Linked DNA regions of Sus scrofa: region 2 is linked to region 1. The links are chromatin contacts, called in public HiChIP or PLAC-seq maps. All regions are on one chromosome and are shown on one strand. The core of a region is the stretch at or near the end of the contact, and the rest is flanking DNA. Distances in the headings are between cores, read along the strand shown.

The links. HiChIP or PLAC-seq counts read pairs in DNA pulled down with a chosen protein or histone mark.
Region 2: an H3K27ac HiChIP or PLAC-seq map of skeletal muscle shows a contact between it and region 1, with 2.7 times the contacts expected there. The contact joins two enhancer-like sites. A contact is called at or near these places in 1 of 5 promoter capture datasets (fetal skeletal muscle) and 1 of 2 datasets of contacts at active chromatin or transcription factors (skeletal muscle).

What each region holds. Positions count from the first base shown.
Region 1 is chr13:146,738,873-146,745,402 of Sscrofa11.1, forward strand. No RefSeq gene overlaps it. Among named protein-coding and RNA genes, the nearest start is that of BOC, 39 kb to the left of the region's middle. Within about 2 kb of position 4,814, at least 28 of the 83 cell types and tissues checked have an H3K27ac peak or open chromatin away from gene starts, as enhancers often do. A contact at or near this core is called in fetal skeletal muscle and skeletal muscle, where this site is marked.
Region 2 is chr13:146,887,461-146,894,271 of Sscrofa11.1, forward strand. All of the region lies in intron 5 of GTPBP8 (GTP-binding protein 8), which reads right to left. Among named protein-coding and RNA genes, the nearest start is that of NEPRO, 11 kb to the right of the region's middle. Within about 2 kb of position 2,126, at least 15 of the 83 cell types and tissues checked have an H3K27ac peak or open chromatin away from gene starts, as enhancers often do. A contact at or near this core is called in fetal skeletal muscle and skeletal muscle, where this site is marked.

The sequences.
Region 1 (6,530 bases), core at 3,564-6,063:
ATTTGAATGATTTTAGACTCATGAGAAGTTGCAAAAATTGTTCCAACGTGCCCTTCTCCCAGCTCCCTGTAATGATATCATCTTACATAAGTACAGTCCATGATCGAAGGGAAGAAACTAATACCAGTACAGTGCCATTAAATGGACTATAGACCTTATCTGGATTTCACTAGTTTTTGTAGCATTCATTTCTCAATGAACTTCTTGTCTACTATTTTAGCAGAGTTTGTAACTGGCATTCCTCAAGTGAAATTAAGTTCATAGTTAAGAAGTTAAGGAAAGGTATATCCCTTTGGAAAAGATTTCTTTTAAAATCAGTGAAGGTCTTGGTACTTAAAGAAGTGAACCCATGCTCTCTGGAACATGTAGCTCTTTAAAACAAGAAATGCTCTTCAAAAAGCATTCTAGATAGCCAGAGGTGATAGCCCATGATTTCTCTTCATAGGATAAAAATGGCCAAGTCTTTAGTAATATAGAAATTTCGTAAAAAATTTAGTCCATGTTCAAGGTGTCCGTATTTGACTGTGCAGAGGTTTTCCCACCATGGTGCTTTGCTCTTCAGTTTCCAAAATGCATCAGGATGCCACATTACGCTGTGTAGGCGGAATATTTGTAAGTTTGGCTATCTTCTCAATTCCTTCCATGTGTGCCATGGAATTTAAGTGCTGGAGTCAGGCATTTCTGAATACAATTTTCCGTATGTAGTTACACCACTATCCATGGAAACACTCACATCTGATCTAATTTATGGGGGCATGAGATTACCCTTTCACTTTAAGAACACCTAGAGTGATCAAAAGTGAGACAGAGTGGTGTGCTAGTTCTGATCTAGGCATGCTCAGGCCAAGACAGCCCACTGTTTCTGCTGATCCCATATCAAGAGAGGAAGGAATGGAGCCCCTTCAACAAGGGCTTTCATGCTCTCTTGCCTCATTCTTCTCTCCTTTTTGCTGTGTGTATGAACTTTCTAGACAGCCATTTCTTCCTCCCCAAATGAAGAAAGGCCTCCCTCAGTGCCATTTTATGGAGACCTCCCTCCAGATTTTAGCAGGTAGGTTCCAAACTGACCCTGGGATCTTCCTGCTCAACTGCTTTTCTCCAGTGTAATCTCTGTTTTTGCTAATATCATCACTATCTTCTGAGATGCTGAGACCAGAAACCTCAATAGTGTCTTTAATGCCACCTTGTCCTTTGCCCCTCACATCTGCTCAGGGCTGGCACTGTTGATTCCATTTCTGGCTCATCTCTCCTTCTGTCCTGTCATTTCCATTCACACTCCCTTGAATCTTGGGTGGGCAGGAAGGAAGCTGGCTGCTCGCCTTTGCCAGACTGAACGCTGAGGGTGGGGACTGCATCTTAGCTGCCATTGTGACTCTGAGACATCTGTGCCATGCTTGACAGATGGCAGGCCCTGAGTGCTATGGGCCGAGTGGTTAACTCAGAAGCTGAACGTCATTTCTGGAGGACTCATTCCCCAGGCACAGCTCTGCTCATTTAAGGCTGGGCTCCAAAGTCACAGAAGAGAGATGGGAGGCAAGGCCAGGGGGCCTGGGGAGCATGGGCCTCCCTATGCCTCTGCTTCTCACCACTGCTACCTGTCCAATGGCCATCTTCCATTTTCCTGTTATCCCAAAGTTCCATGTCCCTGCATTGAAATAGGTGAGGCTATTATCTGAGAGTGGATGGCTGTGGATCCAGATTTCCTATTACCTCAGCAATGTGCAGTCACTCCTTAACAATTATTCATTGGGTTTCTTCTTTATAGTAGGTACACGGCAACTTTTCTTCCACTAGAATCTCTTACATTCTCTATTGCTCACTCATAGGGTTTATGTGGGAGATTTACATGTAAACATTGTGTGTGTGTGTGTGTGTGTGTGTGTATCAGCATTGCTTTGAAACTCAGCCACCCCAATCAGTTCACTGTTTCACCTGTGAAACAGGTGCCCTGAGATCAATCAGATCATTGAAAATCCATCCTATACTACATTACCTTTGAGCTGCATTCTGGTGGATTTTCTTTGCCAGGTACTTTCAAACTTCAAAAGTTGTCTCTAACCCCTTAGGATTTATGTCTTATCTGCTTAAGAAGATAATCAGGCCACAGCCAGGCATCTTGCAGGATTACACATTGAACATGCATCTGGGGTACTGGTTGTAAAACAAGCTTGGGAGTCTCCAGACAGATTAAGCTTTGTCCCTGTTCGGTACTGAAGGGTCACAGATTCCAATCAAGTGTGGCAGCCTGGGACTTTCGGCTACGCCCTGATTCACTGAAGAGACAGGGACGTGGGCCTGAACTGTGCTTGGTTCTGAAACCCTTGAGCCCTGTGAAATTAGGATTCTGGAAAGGCCCTCAAATCTTTTTGTGTTAAAGGCAATGCGTTTTTAGAAAAACACAACTTCCTGCTTTTTATCCTGAAAGCAAGGTTTTTAAACTTCCAAATAATGCTTATAAAGTTTCTCAGACATCAAACAGACCTTGCATAAAAATATTTTGATGATTTAAGAGTAACTAAATCGAAAGCATATGCACAAAATGTCCCTTAAAATACACACGTGTTTTAAGATTATGGGGGGAAAGTGCTTGACAAAAGGCACACTGGGTTTCACGAAGCCCTGAATGTTTGAAAAATAGGACATTTGATGAATGCCAAACAAAACCAGGTTCTCCTATCTATGGGAGAACACAATTGGCCAGTTTTCTGTATTTCCAAGATAAATGGTTTGCCTGATCCCGAAAAAGAACAGCAGCCCTCACCCCTGTTAAGTATGCCCTACAAATGTGAGCCATCGTTTTCCGCGGAGAAACCGGAGTGAGGTAATGGCCACAGCCGTCCAAGTTTAACCCTCCAGAGTGGCCTGATTTATAACTGCTTGGGGAGCCTCACAATATTACATCTCTTGATTGTGTATACATAATAATGTCTCAGCCTTCCCACCCACAAATGTGTTAGGCAGTATTAAAGATTTTTTTCCACCGGGGCATGTGAAATCCTGGTTTTGGTCCAAGTGCAAATTCAGCCATCCCCTGGGCATTATAATAACTGAGGTCTAAATAGAACTTGGCATCATCTTGGGGTCTCTCAATCAATTGACTAACATTAAGTGCCTACTAGAGCAAGGCAGTACCCAGCACTAAGATGAAGGCGGTGGGGGGGTGGAGGAAGAATGGCAGAAAAAAATTTCAGAAACTCAGAAGCCAAAGTCCCAGTTTCAAGTAGTTAACGACCTAAGGGGCTAAAACACATAAGCAATCTTGCAAAGTCACCAGGCAGGTAGAGATAAGGAATGGTGGCCTAGGAAGGCTCTCTGTAAGAGGAAAGCCTTGTGATGGGCCTTGAGGATTGGGCCCTGGCTCATTCACTTGTGAGAAATCACTTGTGAAATGCCTACCACCTACCATATGCAACACACTGGGTTAGTAGTGGGGATACAGACGTGAACAAGACAGGCCTAGTCCTTGCCCTTGGGTGGCGTGCACTGATGTTGGGAAGATAGGCATCAAACTGCTAATTACATCACTTATCCCTAATTGTGACTGTGAGTGCTAAAAAGGACAGAGTACTGGGCAAAGACTCTAGCAGGGGGATTTGACCAACCTTACACAAGCTGAATTGTCCCTGACCTTTGAAGAGTGCTCTAACCACCAGCCTTTTATAAATGCAGCATCTCAGGCCCCTCCCCAGTCCCAGTGAATCAGCATCTGCATTTTTAACTCAATGCCAGGTGATTCATAATGTGCATTAGATTTCTAGAAGCAGTACTAAGATGACAATATGCAGCAAGAGAGCAGAGGACTCCTGGATCACACGAGTGTTCAAATATCTGGATTAAATGGAACAGACACCCCCCTTTCCTGGATGATAGTTATACACCTGAATCAAGTGAGGAGGTGTCTACAGATCTTGCAGAGATGTTGAAGGAATACCTGAGGGCAGTTAACAGGCCATTCATTTTTACATCTCATGGGGGGCTCTCTGTCTACACGTTTCTTATTTTTGGTTATATGTCTATTGGGTCAGGATTCTTTCATATTCCAAAAGAGGAGATCTGTTCTGTTTGGCATCAATATTTCTCTCCTGTTTCCCTCCCTCCACCCTCAGTGCTGGCTAATGCTTTCCAGATGAGGTGCGAGCAGCTGCTAATTGTACCCGGATCAGTCTTGATTTGTGTTTCAGTCAGCAAGGCACCTCACTAATGGGTCTGAAACTTGGCAGCAGGCCTGGGACCAGTGTCAAAGGAAACAGATCCAAAAGGCACACCGAGAAAGGCAAGGAGACAGGGAGTGGATAGAAGAGGTTTGGAGGATGAAAGCAGGGGGAAGGAATCAGAGGGCCAGGAGAGAACTAGAGAACTTTTGGGGGGAAAATCAGCAGAGAAATGACTGGGAAAGCAGGGACTATGGAGGAGGGGGAAGGCAGCGAACCCAGGCAAAAGGTTGGGGAGGAGGCAAAGGGGAAAGGAGCAAGGTGTGTGTATTTCTGAGAGGAGGTAAGATAATCGAATGTACTTTGTGATGTGATCCTGAACGCTGACAGTGCCTGGGGTTGCTCAGCCACCCCGCTGGACATGTACCGGGGACACAGTATATGGGGAGTGTCAGATAGGGTGGCCCCCCCTCCTTTTTGCAGGCAGTAATCTGACGCCTCTCTGTTCTCTCCGACCCCCAGCTTTCCAAGGGCTTGGCAGGGAGCACTGAACTCTGACAGCAGCCAGTAAGGGCTCAAGTTCCAAGCCTGACAGAGTCAGGGGCCCAGACACACCTTGGCTTTATGAGCTGAGGCCCAAAGAAGGGCCTCTCCTGGCTTGAGCTCCTGGAGCCTGATTTCCTGGAATCGAGTTGGAAAGGGGCCTTGTTAGGGGAAGCTAAGAACTGAGGCCTAAGGCCTTTCTGAATTGTACACATTCATTGTACTTATTAAAAAAAAAAAAAAAAAAAAGCCACCTGGGTAAGAGGAGGAAATCCACTTGCCAATATGAATTCCAAATTGCTTGAGTTGGGGAGAATCCACATATACATGCAAATTTGTGCAGGGAAGAGAAAGTAAGGGAAATAGATCATCAAGAGGCACAAGAACAGGGACCAGATGGAGATCAACAGTAGACAAGCTGAACCTTGCTTAGGGCTGCAGCAAAGCACTGCCAAACCCACCCCTGCCCCCAGCAAGAAACAAATAAACAAGCCTGTTTTGGAGAAAAAAAAGATAATACTTCAAAAAGAGCATTTGTGTTCAAACAAAAAACTGTAGTACGAAAAGGTTCATAGCAGCATAATTCATTATCTCTGAAAGAGAGAATCACCTATATATGCATCAACTGATGGATAAATGGATAAATAAAAATGTGGTATATTCATAAGTTGAATATTATCCAGCCATAAAAAGAAATGAAGTATGGATGCATGCTGCAACAGTGATGAACTTTGAAAACATTATTCAAAGTTAAAGAAGCCAAACACAAAAGACAACAGATTGTATGATTTCATTCACAGGAAATATCTAGAAATGGCAAATCCATGGTGACAGAACACAGCTGAGTGGCTGCTAAAGGCTAGGGGGAGGGGAGGATGGGGAATGACTGCTCAATAGGCACAGAATTTCCATTTGCAGTGATGCAAAAGTTCTGGAACTAGACAATAGTGATGGTTGTACAACATCATGAATGTACTTGTAACACCAAACTGCACACTTTAAAATGGCAAATTTTGTGTTGTTTGCATTGTGCAATTAAAAAATGTAAAAAAAAAGGCAACGAAATGATCATCGCTGTGAAAATATGACAAAAAAAAATCAATTTGTTCTTCCATAAACTTGTTTTATAGTTAGGTGCTGCTTTTATTTTGATTCATGTTTGGAGGGGTGGTATTATAATGTCTCTGTCTGTTGTAACTTGACCCTGAAAGGCAGAGAGAATAAGAAGTTCTGATGAAGAAAGGGAAAGAGTGATGGGAAATGGGGGGGGGGGAAATCAAAGAAAGTCAATTATCTATAAGGTAGGAAATAAAAGAGTAGCCCAAAGAAAGGTGGCCAGGATGAAGTGGGAAGAAATAACTTTATGGTGTTTCACATGGGAGAGAAAGAAAAGTCATACATAAAAAAGAGAAATGGAGAATAAGGCAAATCTTGTGAGTGATGCCAGACAGCACGGAAAAGAATTTCAGATGAAATAAAACAGATTCTTAAGTCAAAACCAAACCAAAACAACAGAAAACATCAATTCTTCACCTCACGCCCATGTCCCATGGGGTGAGCTCTTAGAGCTATGCAGTGCCACAGACGTCGGGGCTGGGACCTGTGGGTGTGAGTGAAGTGGGGACAGATCTCTTCCCTCTATAAGATGGACCTTCTTTTTTTTTTTTTTTTTTTTTTTTTTTTGGTCTTTTTGCCTTTTCTAGGGCCGCTTTCCGAGGCATATGGAGGTTACCAGGCTAGGGGTCTAATTAGAGCTGTAGACGCCAGCCTACACCAGAGCCACAGCAACACAGGATCCGAGCTGCATCTGTGACCTACACCACAGCTCACAGCAAT
Region 2 (6,811 bases), core at 876-3,375, 150 kb after region 1:
TTCCCTAGGGGACATTTGACAATGTCTCCAGATAGTTTTTGGCTATCATGAGGGTGATAGCAAGGTGGGAGTTGGGGAAGGCTCCTGGCATCTAGTGGGTAGAAGCCAGAGATATTGCTAAATATCCTACAATGCACAGGACAGTCCCTTATGACAAAGAATTATCTATTCAAAATGCCAATAGTGCTGAGGTTCAGAAACCCCAGGGTAGAGTATGACAGTCCTAGAAAGAAGTGGCAGGAAATGGGGTTGGAAAGATAGACTGGTGTTAATTTGTGAAAGATCTTAAATGCCATGTAATATAATGGAGGTTTCTAGGAAGGTAAGAGTTTTATTTTTATTCATTTATTTGGTCTCCTATTTATGTATAGTATAGTTCAATAAAAAGCAATAATGCTTACAAGTGACAAAAGAACATTTTCTTTACAAAATTCTGTCAATAAACTTTGAGGTTATCTGAACAAAGATTTTCAATGAAAAGAGTTCTCCTTTTCTGATTACCACCTAAATTCCTCTGCCCCCTGCCACTCCTCCACCCCCACCCCCACCCAAGGTGCCCAGGGTTATCCACAGAGCCTTTTGGCTGAGCTAAGCCATCATGTATGAGGGCTAAGCTCTGGGTAAAGGTGGTCCCTCTGAGACCACAGCCAGGAACGGAACACTTGTTTAGCTTACAGCCAGGTATGGGTTCTCAGGAAAGACTGGCTCTGGCCCAGGACTAATAAATGATGTTTGTGAACAGAAGTCTGGGGATCACTTTTTCTAAACCATATTCATGTTGGAAAAAGTGAGTTCATGTTATCATTACTTAATTCAGTACTTTCCCCGACTCTTGCAGTATGAATTCCTGCCCCACTCCCAAAATTGGCTGTGATAGCCGCTTCATGATCAGGAGGTTGATAATAGGCTGGAAATCACTTAGGAAACACAAGACCTCCTATGCCTAGTTTCAACCTTCTGAACAAAGCTATCTGCCCAGAAATCAAAGTCTGTTTACAATTAAAATCTGCCTAGAATTAAAGTCTAGGGGATGGAGAAGGTTACAGGGAAGACCCTTCATTCAGATCAAAGGAGACCGATTACCAAAGACCCTATACTAGGTTTTCAAAACTTTGAGTTCACGGAACGTTTCCAAATATTAGAATTTTCAATGGCACACCTAAAGGAATTAAATGGGGTCTACTGTCATGGTCACACTACAGTGGCATTCATACACTGAAGTTAAAAAATACAACCTGTGTGACCCTAGGAAGGTCAAAATTTAAATGTCAGACAATTCTTCCCTCCTTCTGCTCAGCAAGTATATGCTGTAGATTAGGGCTGCCAAAAATACAGGACACATTTACTTTTGAATTTTAGATAATGAATTTTTTTTTAGTACAAGTTTGTACTATGCTAAATTCATTTATCTGAAATTCAAATTTAACAGAGCACGCTCTATTTTTATTTGCTAAATCTGGCCACAAGAGAGTAGGAGAAGGGAATCTTCCTTTATTCAGCCAGCATCTGTGCCCATGGGCTTCTCTGAGGTGAGCAACTTGCCTCTCTGGATGCGGCTATTATTAAAGATGCATACAACACAGCCCCTTGAGCCAGGCCAACTACATCAGCTAGTGTTCAAGTGAATAAATCATGATCTGCCTTAATGTTGGAGGGGGAAAGGATTGTCTGAAACAGACTCACTGAGAGATATCGGTCTCTGATGTGGTAACTTTCTTAAGTATTTTCTTCATTTGACAAAAATTGAGTATTTGAACTGTTCTAGGCACTTAGGACAGAATGAGGGATGAAATAGCTTCTTGTTAGAACAAGGAACTAAACATCCCTGTTCTCATGATGCCTATATGCTCCTGGAGGGAGATTTTCAATGCGAATTTTAATATCTTTTTATCCTGGAATCGACCTGAGTTAGATGTTACTCTACCTACTGGCTCTATCACACTTGAATACCTTGACACTATTTGAATACACCTGCTTTCTGCCTTGATCATGTTTTCTTATATATTCCTGATGCAAAATTCTTGCTATGCCAGTATCTCCCATAGTAGGTCGTATGAGACTAGACAGCAATAAACACTGGTGTAAAAGACAGAAAGCTTTTAGGAACATGAGTCTCCTGAGAACTTTCTGTGTCTTGGCAAGTGTGCATGTACACATGTGTATTTTTCTGAGGGTATCTGGGTACACAGATGATGTGTCTCTTGGAAATGTTGGGTGAAAAGAGGCTATCTCCTTTCTGAGTGACTCCTAATTTTTAAAAACATTTTCTTGACCAGTTTAGTTGCAAAAGCAAACACTTGAAAGATTCCAGTAACAACTTCTTGGGCAGAAAAGATGGTCCCTGCTTAGAGCTTGGTTCAGCAGCAGACATTGAAATGTGGCTTGGATCCAACCCTTGGCCTAGTATTAGGGTGTTATATTCCACTAGAGGCCCTGGTACCTTTTCAGAAATGCACCAAATCAGGCACAGACTTGCTGGCAGCCACAGCAGAGGGATTTTACTGATCCATGCCCAGCTCTCAGGAGGTAACTGGCAAGAGAGAAGAAAGCAAAACAAGAAACTAAATCCTTATACACCTTATAAATTTGCCTTGGAAATTCTGCCTCAAGGCTGTCAAAGAATAGGAATAATGATTTCATTTTCTCCAAGGCCAGTTCTTGGGCATTGAGCCTTTAATGCAGAAAAAAAAACCAAAAAACAAAAAACAAAAAACAAAAAAACCCACATCCAATTATCTGATTATCAACTTTTTCTCTAAGTCTTGACAATGCTAGGGTCAGGTGACTCTGTTCCTTGACAATAAACTAAGTTATGCCACTTCTGGCCAAAGGAGGTCTTCAGATCACATGACTTGCTTCCAAGTCAGGGGCAAAGCCTTGAAATCATGCGCATCTACTTTGCCTATAAGACGTTTCTTTGATATTTTAAATCTCCTCTGCCAGGAATAAGTCCATTTGTCTCCATTCTGTCTGAGGTTGTGAAGCTGAGATTCCACTGGCGAGTTGGTATGTAGATTAGGTTGTTCTGCTTGGCTTCTAACTGAAGCTAGAAGCCAGCAAAGAGTAATCTGGGTACAGCCTCTTGCTGCCCTCTGGTGGAGACGTGGGTATTGCACAAGCCATAACTGAGGACTGATTTTCTGAGCTGTTTCAGGTGTCCATACAAAGGTCCATGGGGAGTAATTCCACTTAAAGCTATTAAGTTATATGCTACTGTAAAGCTAAATGTTATAATAAAAATATGTATTGAATAGAGTTTGAAAGGTTGCTCTATAGGAGTCTGATTTCCCAGTAATGGGGGCTTTTATTCTATCCCTTTTTAATTTTTTTTGTTTTTTATTAAATTTTATTTTTTAAATTGTATTTGATTTACAATGTTCTTTCAATGTTTCATCAATGTTTCTATTGTATAACAAGTATCACGAGCATGCATACATGTACATTTTTTAATACTATCTTCCATCATGTTCTAAGCCAAGAGATTGGACATAAGTTGCCTGTGCTGTACAGTAGGACCCCATTGCTTACCCATTCCAAATGCAACAGTGTGCACTACTAACCTAAACTCCCCATTCATCCCACTCTCGCCCCACAACCCAGCAACCGCAAGTCTGCTTTACATGTCTGCAATCTGTTTCTGTTTAGTAGATAGGATCATTTTGTGCTATATTTTAGATTCCATATATTAAGTGCTATCATATGATTTGTCTTTCTCTTTCTGACTTACCTCATCTAGTATGAGAATCTCTAGTTGCATCCATATTGCTGCAAATTATTTTGTCCTTTTTATGGCTGAATAATATTCTATTGCATATATGTACCACATTTTAATCCATTCATCTCTTGAGGGACATTTAGGTTGTTGCCATGTCTTGGCTATCATGAATAGCGCTGCGATGAACATAGGGATATGTGTACCTTTTTGAATGAATGTTTTGTCTGGATCAATGCCCAGGAGTGGGATTGCTGAATAATACGGTAGTTCTATATTTAGTTTTCTGAGGTACCCCCCCATACTGTTTGCCATAGTGGTTGTACCAATTTACATTCCCATCAACACTGAACACCATACACAAAAATAAACTCAAAAATGGATTAAAGACCTAAACATAGGGCCAGATACTATGAAACTCCTAGAGGAAAACATAGGCAGAACACTCTTTGACATAAATCACAGAAACATCTGTTTGATCCACCTCTTAGAATAAGGTCGATAAAAACAAAAATAAACCAATGAGACCTAATTAAACTCAAAAGTTTTTGTAAAGCAAAGGAAACCATTAAAACAACAACAACAACAAAAAGACAACCCACACAATGAGAGAAAATCTTTGCAAACAATGGAACAGACAAAAACTTAATCTCCAAAATATACAAACAACTCACACAACTCAACAACAATAACAACAAAAAAACAAACAACCTAATCGAAAAATGGGCAGAAGACTCAAATAGACATTTCTTCAATGAAGGCATATGGTTAGCCAAGAGGCACATGAAAAAATGCTCAACATCACTAGTTATTAGAGAACAAGAATGAGGTGCTACCTCACACAGAATGGCCATCATTAACAAGTCAACAAATAACAAATTCTGGAGAGGGTGTGGAGAAAAGGGAACCCTCTATACCTCTTTTATTTCTGTTTGCTGGGAACTCATTTGTTACTGTCTTCTCAGCTCTTTTCTTCATCATTTCATGTATCTCTAGATAATTATAAGATTCTTGCAAGGGGTCATCTTCACACATTTCCAAAAAGTGAAAATCAGCATTTGACCCATGAAAATTATAATTCTTATACACTCTAGATCTTAAACTTGGATTTATATCTATACATTCAGATCAAAATTCAAACGAAAATTCAATTCAGGAATTCAAATGAAATATGTGAGTCTTATATCTTCTGAAAGTTCCTGAATGCAAATGAGAGGCTGTCCCCTTAAGACTTTTACATGTAAATTACATTTTGAAAGAAAATATGTTTTATTACAGCCCTAAAAATGGGAAAATATATTAAAAGTCTAGTCAGGCAGAAGATGCTTTTTAGAATCAAGGAAACATTTTGGACACTAGCATATGGGTTATTAACCCATTATGCATATGTATGACTGGCCTTTCAAATGTGGTCCAGCGACTTACAGAGCTGTTGTATTTCTTCAATTAAGAAATTTTTAATGCTATGCTAGTACTTGGTTCTTATTGAAAGGCCTTTTTATTCATTAGTTAATTCATTCAGTACTTATTCAACAGGTATTTACTGAGCACCCATGTGCCAGCAGGAGGGAGGACATACATCCCTTGCTTGAAGGTGCTTAGAGGACCCAGCACAGATGTCTCAGGAACAAGGCAAACTGTTGTCAGTCACTCTCGTAGGGAGGTAGAGAAAAAGGGAGATGGGAGACAGAAGAGATCAGTTCCAGCTTTGGGGGCAGGTGAAACGAGAGGCATCTGAACTGGGAATTAAAGGATGAATAGGATTCAGACATAAAATTATTCTACATGGCAGAAATGAAGGAATTTATTTGGAAATTTATTCTAAAGGAAGAGGACGTTTCCATGTGGCACAGTGGATTAAGGATCTGGCACTGCTGCAGCTGTGGCACAGATCACAACTGCAGCATGGGTTTGATCCCTGATCCAGGAACTTCCAAATGCTGTGAGTGTGGCCAAAAAAAAAAAATTGTGCATGAATATTTTAAAGGAAGAATTTTTCTTAGGAAAATAAGTGCCATGGAAATGACTTTCATTCTTTCATTCAAGTGACTTTTGAAATCTAAGACTTACTAACAGCTCAATGACTGTCTTGTTCAACCTCTGTCCTCTACATATAAGAAGATTTCTGCCTTCCTCCTCAAAATGCTCTTCTGTCTCTTGACTATAAACAGTAAAACAAAGGAGGACAAGTAACCATTTTATTCCTCTTTTCGGTCCCTATCTCTTCCTTAACTTACTATTCACTTCATAAATGTCATGCACTGGTTCTACGCCAGATGCTCTGCTAGGTACAGGCACACATGACCTTTTTTTGGAAAAAGCTTTCCCTGGTGGAGACAACTAATTAAGTGATTCACTTCAGTTAAGGTGAAGGGAGGATCACCTTATCCACTCTAACTGGAGGAATGGAAGGCAGTATGGGCGGAGGGACAAGTAAATTCATAGGTTTGGTATTAGGAAGTTGAATTCTTGTCTGAGGATTTCTTTTTTTTCCTAATTACAGAAAATTCAGAGAGTAGAATTAATAAAGGGTTGGATATTTGCTGGGCAAATATGATGGCAGTATAAGGGAGAGTGGGGATGGATAACATTGGCAAGCAAGGGACTGGGAGATTCTAAGCTGTATACAAATCAGGGTGAAGTGGAAGATACTGATGGGAAGAGTAAGAGGTTACAGAAAGGTGATCCAGTGAGGTTTAAGATCAGATTTATAAGAAGTAACTTGAGTAAGAAAGTTGAAAAGATAGGACACTATCATCAGAAAAAAAAATGTCTGAATTTATGATATCAGAGATGGAATAATTCTGGATGGTGACAAGATTTGGGACATGACTTGAGAGCACATGGCTGAAGTGAAGTGGCTGCGACCCTAACTGGAGATGAGGACCAGTAAGAAGCTGGGATGACAGAGGATTGGGATGGAGAGGAACTAAAGCATTCAAGATCAGTACATCAATGACAGGGAAGTGAATGGGAAAAACAGCTCTTCTCCATCCTAGGAGTCCCTAGCATTTCCCCCGTCATCCTAACCTGACATCCCACCACCATATCTCCCTCAGAATCCCAGATCTCCTATGATCATGCGATATGGGAACCCCT